2 separate regions of the Mus musculus genome follow, and region 2 is linked to region 1. Evidence: chromatin contacts called from public HiChIP or PLAC-seq data. All regions are on one chromosome and are shown on one strand. The core of a region is the stretch at or near the end of the contact, and the rest is flanking DNA. Distances in the headings are between cores, read along the strand shown. Region 1 overlaps Disc1 (disrupted in schizophrenia 1). Region 2 overlaps Gm30713 (a long non-coding RNA gene).

Region 1 (3,152 bases), core at 410-2,909:
TTACCAACAGAGATGTCTTTCTTGCACCATAGTAAAAACCTCTGAGCTGAGAAAAGTTGTGGTGGACACCTGTAATCTCAGCCTTGGAGGCCTGAAGTGAGAGGGCCTGAATTCAAGGCACACTTAGGCTGCAGAAAGAGACTCTCAAAGAAACTGCAGGCAAAAAGTAAGAATTCTCTAATACTTCCTTTGACTCGCTCAGAAGGCTAACAGAGAATATGTGACAACTGAGAAGATGGAAATTAAAGCCAAATTCAGGCCTGAGGGGAAAGAGTTAAATCAACACATTCATGTTTGCTATTACCTCTGTAACAGCCTGAAGGGGATGGTGAGTGGGCGGGCTCCTTGGAGTGGCTTTCTTGTGGTCTTTAATATTCTACTGTGAGTCACAAAGACAGGATGCCAAGGCAAATGGGTCTGAACATTATATCTATATGTCTACATATCTATATACCTATATACCTATATATCTATATATCCATATCCATCTCTATATCTATATCTCAATATAAAAGAATCAACCCATATAAAGGAAGAGAAAATAAAAATACAGGGGGAAAGATGGCCAATTCTTCCTGAGGGTTATATGTCATTGGCAGGACTGCAGTTGGGGAAGTGTCTGTCTGTCTGTCAGTAGTTATGCTCCAGGAGTCCTAAGATGATCCTCTCTCCCTCTCTGCCTTTCTCTGTCTCTACTCCTTCAACTCCCCTCCCCACACCCTAAATAAACTCTACTCCATACTATATCTGTCAGAAGGCTCAGGGGGAAGGGATGCCTTAGCATGGGCCCTCAGAGGTCTGTCCAAGAGTCTAAGGTGACTCTAAGTCACACCTCAGGGGGCCTGCATGTCTGAAAAAAAAAAGGTATCAGGAATAAGATGGAGAGAGGCGTATCAGAACGCTCTCACCAGTACATGGCAGGAAAGCCAGCCTCAGACCCAAGCCCCTAGCTTCCTGCATATACTCCTGACACTCAGTCCATGATGGCCAGCTCTGACAGGGCTTTCCCCAAGTCTAGGGGCAGCAAGGTCAGTTGGTGGGTGGAAGGACTTGGCTTTCAACCTGAGGCTAATCCCACACCCCATCATCCTGAAGGGAGAGGCCTTGGCACTGTCCTGGCAGACAAAGGTTTAAGGCAAATCTATTCCAGAGCCACTTAGCAATTTCCAAAATAGTAGCAAGATGTTTCCATAAAACCAAACTGGCTGCCAGGGAAGAAAGGCACAGACTACATTGTGGAACTTGTTCCCTTAATTAGGACCAGATCCCGCTGGCTGGGGTTTGTTTCCAGAAGTAGACATCCCAGCAAACCAGAAACAGCTTGACGTGCTGCGGAGTCCCTAATGCTTCTACGATCTGAATTCCTAATTGGGTTTAAAAAAAAAAAAAAAAAAAAAGAAAAGAAAAGAGAAAAAGCAAGCAGGAATTTTCATGCTGGTTTTGATTCGGGATTCAAAACAGAACCGACAATGCAAATTCCTGCATTGCTCTGTGTGTAAACCAGTTCACAGTCCTTAAGACCCCTTCAGCGGCTGCGGTTGCCTGCGCGTAGAAAGCAAAAGCAGACCGCAGCATGAATTCTTAGCTCGGTATCCCAAAGAGGCTTTTCTTATTCTGAGATGTGAGAACTGCCCTGTGTTCTCGCCAAGATGCTTTTAAACATTCTAATCTATTTGCTTTGTCAAAGGGGAGCCTGGGCTAGGAGATGTTGGAACAGCACCTGCTCCTTCCCCTGGGGATGCTGGGTGTTTTCCTGCTTTCTTTGTTAATGTATTATAAAGATTGACTGGCTCCTTCCCTTGCCTTCACTGAATTCTAATAAAGCAAGCAGATATACCCAGAGTCTATAGGGCAGGAACTCCCCCCCCACACACACACACAACTTACCTGCTCAGCTGACCTTCCAACACTTCCATGCACTTCACAGTGTTTGCCTTCATGCGTGTTTCTGCAAGAAAAACCCAACGTGAGCACAGCTGTAGCCCAAACTGAGAGACAACCACAAATGCTCATTTAAAAGCTGAAAACAAAGGATCGTTGGTCAAGGGTCTAATAATAACAGCATGTTGTGTTTGGAAGACCCGAAAACCCATCCAAGTGGCTGCCTAGAGCCCTGTGCTAGAAAGATGCAGAGGCTCCAATTGTCTCTGCAGCTGGAAGCAGGCACAGGTAATGACATTGGGCCACCCTGGCTTGATACTGTCATGACAACACCTCTCTTCCAAAACAGATAGCCTCTGTTAATGAAAACTGGTATGTACTCACATTTATAAACAATCTGGGCTTTCAAACTAATACTTTGTTAAACAAATTAGATACTAAACGCTAGACTCGATGTTAAGCTTTAAATATGAAATGTCCTCCAGAGGGACACTGTCTGAATGCTTAGTCTCCAGCTATCAGAAGTGGGTCCCTGGGGCCAACTCTGCCGGTGGTATCTGCTTCTGGCTCCACCCCATGCTGTCTTCTTCCTGTTCCACCAAGATGTGAGGATCTGACCCCTAGCTCACACTGCTACAGAGTGCCCTCAAAGGGAAGTATGTTGCTACAGCGTGGTGTTCACAAAGGCAAGTATGTTGCCAAGGATGCACCTTGAAGTTACTATCTGCTTTTGCTTCAGCCAGACCAAGATGATTATGGACACAGCCATACCCCTGCAGTACCCACCTCCCCCCCCCACACACACACTGTCTCACCCCCATCCCTGCCCCATGAGGATCAGGATGACTGTAGACACAGCCACCTCTGTGTCTACAATAGCCATGCCTGGCCCATCATGATGGAATTTTCTCTCTGAAACCATGAGTCAAAATAAAATTGTCTGGGAGGTGGCTCTGGGCAAAACAAGAATGGATATGATCAAAATACACTGTAAGAAATTTTCAAAAGGATTAATGAAGCTATTATATAAAAACATGAAAAAACCTCCTTTCCCTGATACCTAGCTTCTGTGGCCTCATAGCCTGATGACTTTCCCTGGGATGGTCAAACTGCTTCCTGTGCTTTCCAGCTTGCCTGGAGGCTGACACTGGGGCAGATCGCTGTTGGGATAAGAGTTTCCTGACCCCGAGCACCTGCCACCACCATACCGAACCCCACCACACTGAACCAGGCAATCTAAGAGCACCTTGCAATATGTACAGAGTCAGTTC
Region 2 (3,152 bases), core at 391-2,890, 170 kb before region 1:
GTAGTCAAGTCCACCAAGAAGCCAAACGTCTTCCCACCTGAGTAAAAACCTCTCATCGCCTCTGATTGTTATTCAGAGTGGTGTCTCTGCCCACATTCCAAATGACCTTCAGAGTAGGGATTTGTTTCTGGCTCTTTCTTGGGGGTCGGTCCACTAAACCGCTGCTGAGGGCAGCTCAGATGGGTAAGAGTTCTTAAAGGCACAGGTGCAAAAGTGCAGGGACCCATGCCAAAGGTCCTGGTATCATTGCCACCCAGACTTCATGTCCATTATGCCCTCTGTAGGTTACAAAGCCCTGAACAGAGCAGCCCTCCACCCTCTAGAACCATTTCCTAGCTTTCAGGATGTAGTCTCTCTCTGCTAGGTACGTCTTGCAGGGAATTTAATTGGATGAGAGCTGGCCACCTGATCAAGAACGAGCCAATCAGATGTTTCCCCTGAGAAGTAAGCTGAAGAAAGCTGTGTACCCACCAAGAATAAGTGGGGAAGTTGGGGGTTGTCCTTTGACTTGAGTTTTAAGAGCTGACTTGCGGAGGAAGTTAATCTTCACAGAAAGAGACGGAAGCCTCAAACAGAGAGGTAAGAGATCGGAAGGGACCACGGACGACATGTAAGACCCTGCATGCAGGGGCCCTTGCGACAACCCAGCTACATTTATTTCTCCCAAGCTCATTGCTCCCTCCTACAACTAAGACACTGCTCCCCCATTCTGCCTAAGGACAGAAACCTTGCTGTTTTAAGCAAAAGGAAATGACAGTTTCACCCATCTCCTCTTGTGCTAATCCAAAAATCTTGATGGATACATGCCGCTGCTTTCATTTTGTAAATAATTAAAAACAAAAACAAATAAAACAAACAAAAATCCCCAAGGTCCAGAAATGTTTATGAAACCTCTTCTGAACTCATACAGCTTTGCTGTTTCAGGCTAAGGTGGAAATGAGATTCCATAATCCCAGACTCATCAACAGCAGTCTGCCCTGCTGTGTCCTCAAAAGCACAACCCGACAGCCAGGCAGAGTTGGCTGGAACAGAATGCCTTTGAGAATAGTGCAATTAAAAAAAAAAATCCCTTCACGTGTGCATCCCTGTCAGCCCTGTTTCCAAAATGTTCTCTCTAGCCCCCACTGCTTAGACCTTAATTCGTCAGCTCAGCTGCAGATGGTGTCATCCACTGGGGTCCTGCTAGTTATTAACTAGCATCAGCATCCTCACTGGGGACGGGCTCCAGCTGATGTCATCCATCCATCCAGTGCTGCTTCCTACCCCCGCCCTCCCCGCCCCACCCCAGGCAGCATCTTCTGCCAGACACCAAAGATGCAGGCTTCTCGTGTGCCTAGATGGAGCCAGAAGGCCTTGGTACTGTATCCCAGGGGAAGGATGCTATAGGGATTTGCCAACAAAGGACTAAATCTACCTGGGAATGGCTCTCTTTCTTGAGCCTGCATCAGGCCCTACTATGCTGAGAACAGCAGTGGTAGCATCCTTGGTGACAGTCACAGAGCAGCCTCACAGTAATTAAAGAGAAGCACTGGGGACAGGTGGCAATGCCTGACTCCGCAGACGAGGCCGTTAGAAGGAGCTTGGCTGTTCCCAAGTATTCTCTCCCTTTCGTCCTGCATTCTCTCTGGGGATCTGGCTCCGGGCCCAGGCAGGGACTGGCAGCCTTGCTATTTTGGGCCCTTCCTGGCCAGCAATTAGTACTGGGATGGCTGAGCCCAGGAAGAGGAAAATCCGGATTTTTATATGAATGTTTCCTTTTTACTGAACTCTGTGTGGAAAAAAGCAAGAATTAATTAGGACTATTCAAACAGGGATGATTTTGTTAAAAGGAAGTAAACAGGGGCCAGCAAGATGGCAGGAAAAGGCACCCGCCTGCCACCAAGTCCGATGACCTGAGTTCACGCCTTAGACCCAGATGGTAGAAGGAGAGAACTGACTCTCACAAGTTGTCCTCTGACCTCTACACATGCTGTGGCATATGTCTGACCACACATGCGCGCACACATGCATACACACAAACACTACTATTTTTTTAAATGGAAGTAAACAGGAATCGCTGTGTGATGTGTATCTTCTGTCTTCCACCAGCCCCTGGTCCTCCTAGAACACCCCCACACCATCCTTACTGATAGCCACATATCAGCCACACACAACGAGAGGCAGCCCCTGAGTGACATGGGGCCATATACTTCAGCTCTGTGAGATCTTAAGCTAGCAGAAATAACAGTGGTAGAAATTACATCCCTCCCTTAAAAATGGGTTGCAGGGATAGACAGGTCTATAACCAGAGAGCTTGTGTCATGTGACTGAGACCCATTGGGTCCACTGCCTCTAAACCATGTGCCCAGATCCACAACACGACAGCTCTCCTTGTTTTGAACACAACCTCAAATGTTTCTGTAGTCATATGGTTGAGTGCGTCTGGACAACTGGCTACTGTCCATAAAGAGCCAGCTTTTTATCCTCCAGCTTTATCCAAAAGGGGTGGAGAGTCGGTGCCAGAACACAGCCTCAGCTGACAGTCTCTATATCTGGCAGGAAGCCTGAGTTAGGACTATCATTCACACTCGCACTTGAAGCGAGGAGGTCAGTCACAATGCAGATGACATACAAGAAGCTTGACAAGGAATGTCAGAGTCATTCTGAACCAAGTGCAGAAAGGCCAGGCAGGGGCCAGAGCGTCCTCCAAGATTCCCCACAGGGCTCTTCCTGTGGAACGCTGCTCTGTCTCTGAGGATCAGACACACTCTTGATACCTCGTGTTTCATTAATTTTCCTGAAGGAAACAAACATGTCTCCCCAAGATAGTGTGGAAACAGAGCAAAGGAGTGATACCTGCAGAGTCCACCGTGGTGAACCCATGGCTTATTGAACTCACTTATAGGAGAACGAGTAAGCCCCAAACCGCAGCAGTGTAGGAGTCTCTCTGGCATGAATAACGACTTCCTCATAGCTGCATGGATGGCATCCCTCCCCGATTCTCAGTTACCCTCCCTCACTCTGTAACCTCCAGCACCTCCCAAGACCTCGGGCAGCCAGGCTGGAATGACACACAGCTAGGAAAGAACACAGGAGGGACTGGATGAAATCTCAACTAAGGGTTTAATAACCCTCCCCGGCCCCTCCTTCAATGAGAAAAAGGTCAGCAGGTC

What was found. HiChIP or PLAC-seq counts read pairs in DNA pulled down with a chosen protein or histone mark.
Region 2: a contact with region 1 is called in an H3K27ac HiChIP or PLAC-seq map of neural progenitor cells, with 3 times the contacts expected there. The contact joins two enhancer-like sites. A contact is called at or near these places in 4 of 484 Hi-C or Micro-C datasets (bone marrow-derived macrophages, cerebral cortex, embryonic fibroblasts and 1 more) and 7 of 115 datasets of contacts at active chromatin or transcription factors (SST interneurons, astrocytes, embryonic basal ganglia and 4 more).

What each region holds. Positions count from the first base shown.
Region 1 is chr8:125,216,893-125,220,044 of GRCm38.p6, reverse strand. Disc1 (disrupted in schizophrenia 1) reads right to left here. Exons shown (of 13, transcript NM_174854.2): 10 at 1,888-1,948. Among named protein-coding and RNA genes, the nearest start is that of Disc1, 160 kb to the right of the region's middle. RefSeq lists an enhancer at 194-3,002. Within about 2 kb of position 1,659, at least 68 of the 459 cell types and tissues checked have an H3K27ac peak or open chromatin away from gene starts, as enhancers often do. A contact at or near this core is called in SST interneurons, astrocytes, embryonic forebrain and 2 more, where this site is marked.
Region 2 is chr8:125,388,774-125,391,925 of GRCm38.p6, reverse strand. Gm30713 (a long non-coding RNA gene) reads right to left here. Exons shown (of 5, transcript XR_879356.2): 5 at 3,084-3,152. Among named protein-coding and RNA genes, the nearest start is that of Gm30713, 4.5 kb to the right of the region's middle. Within about 2 kb of position 1,640, at least 126 of the 459 cell types and tissues checked have an H3K27ac peak or open chromatin away from gene starts, as enhancers often do. A contact at or near this core is called in SST interneurons, astrocytes, embryonic forebrain and 2 more, where this site is marked.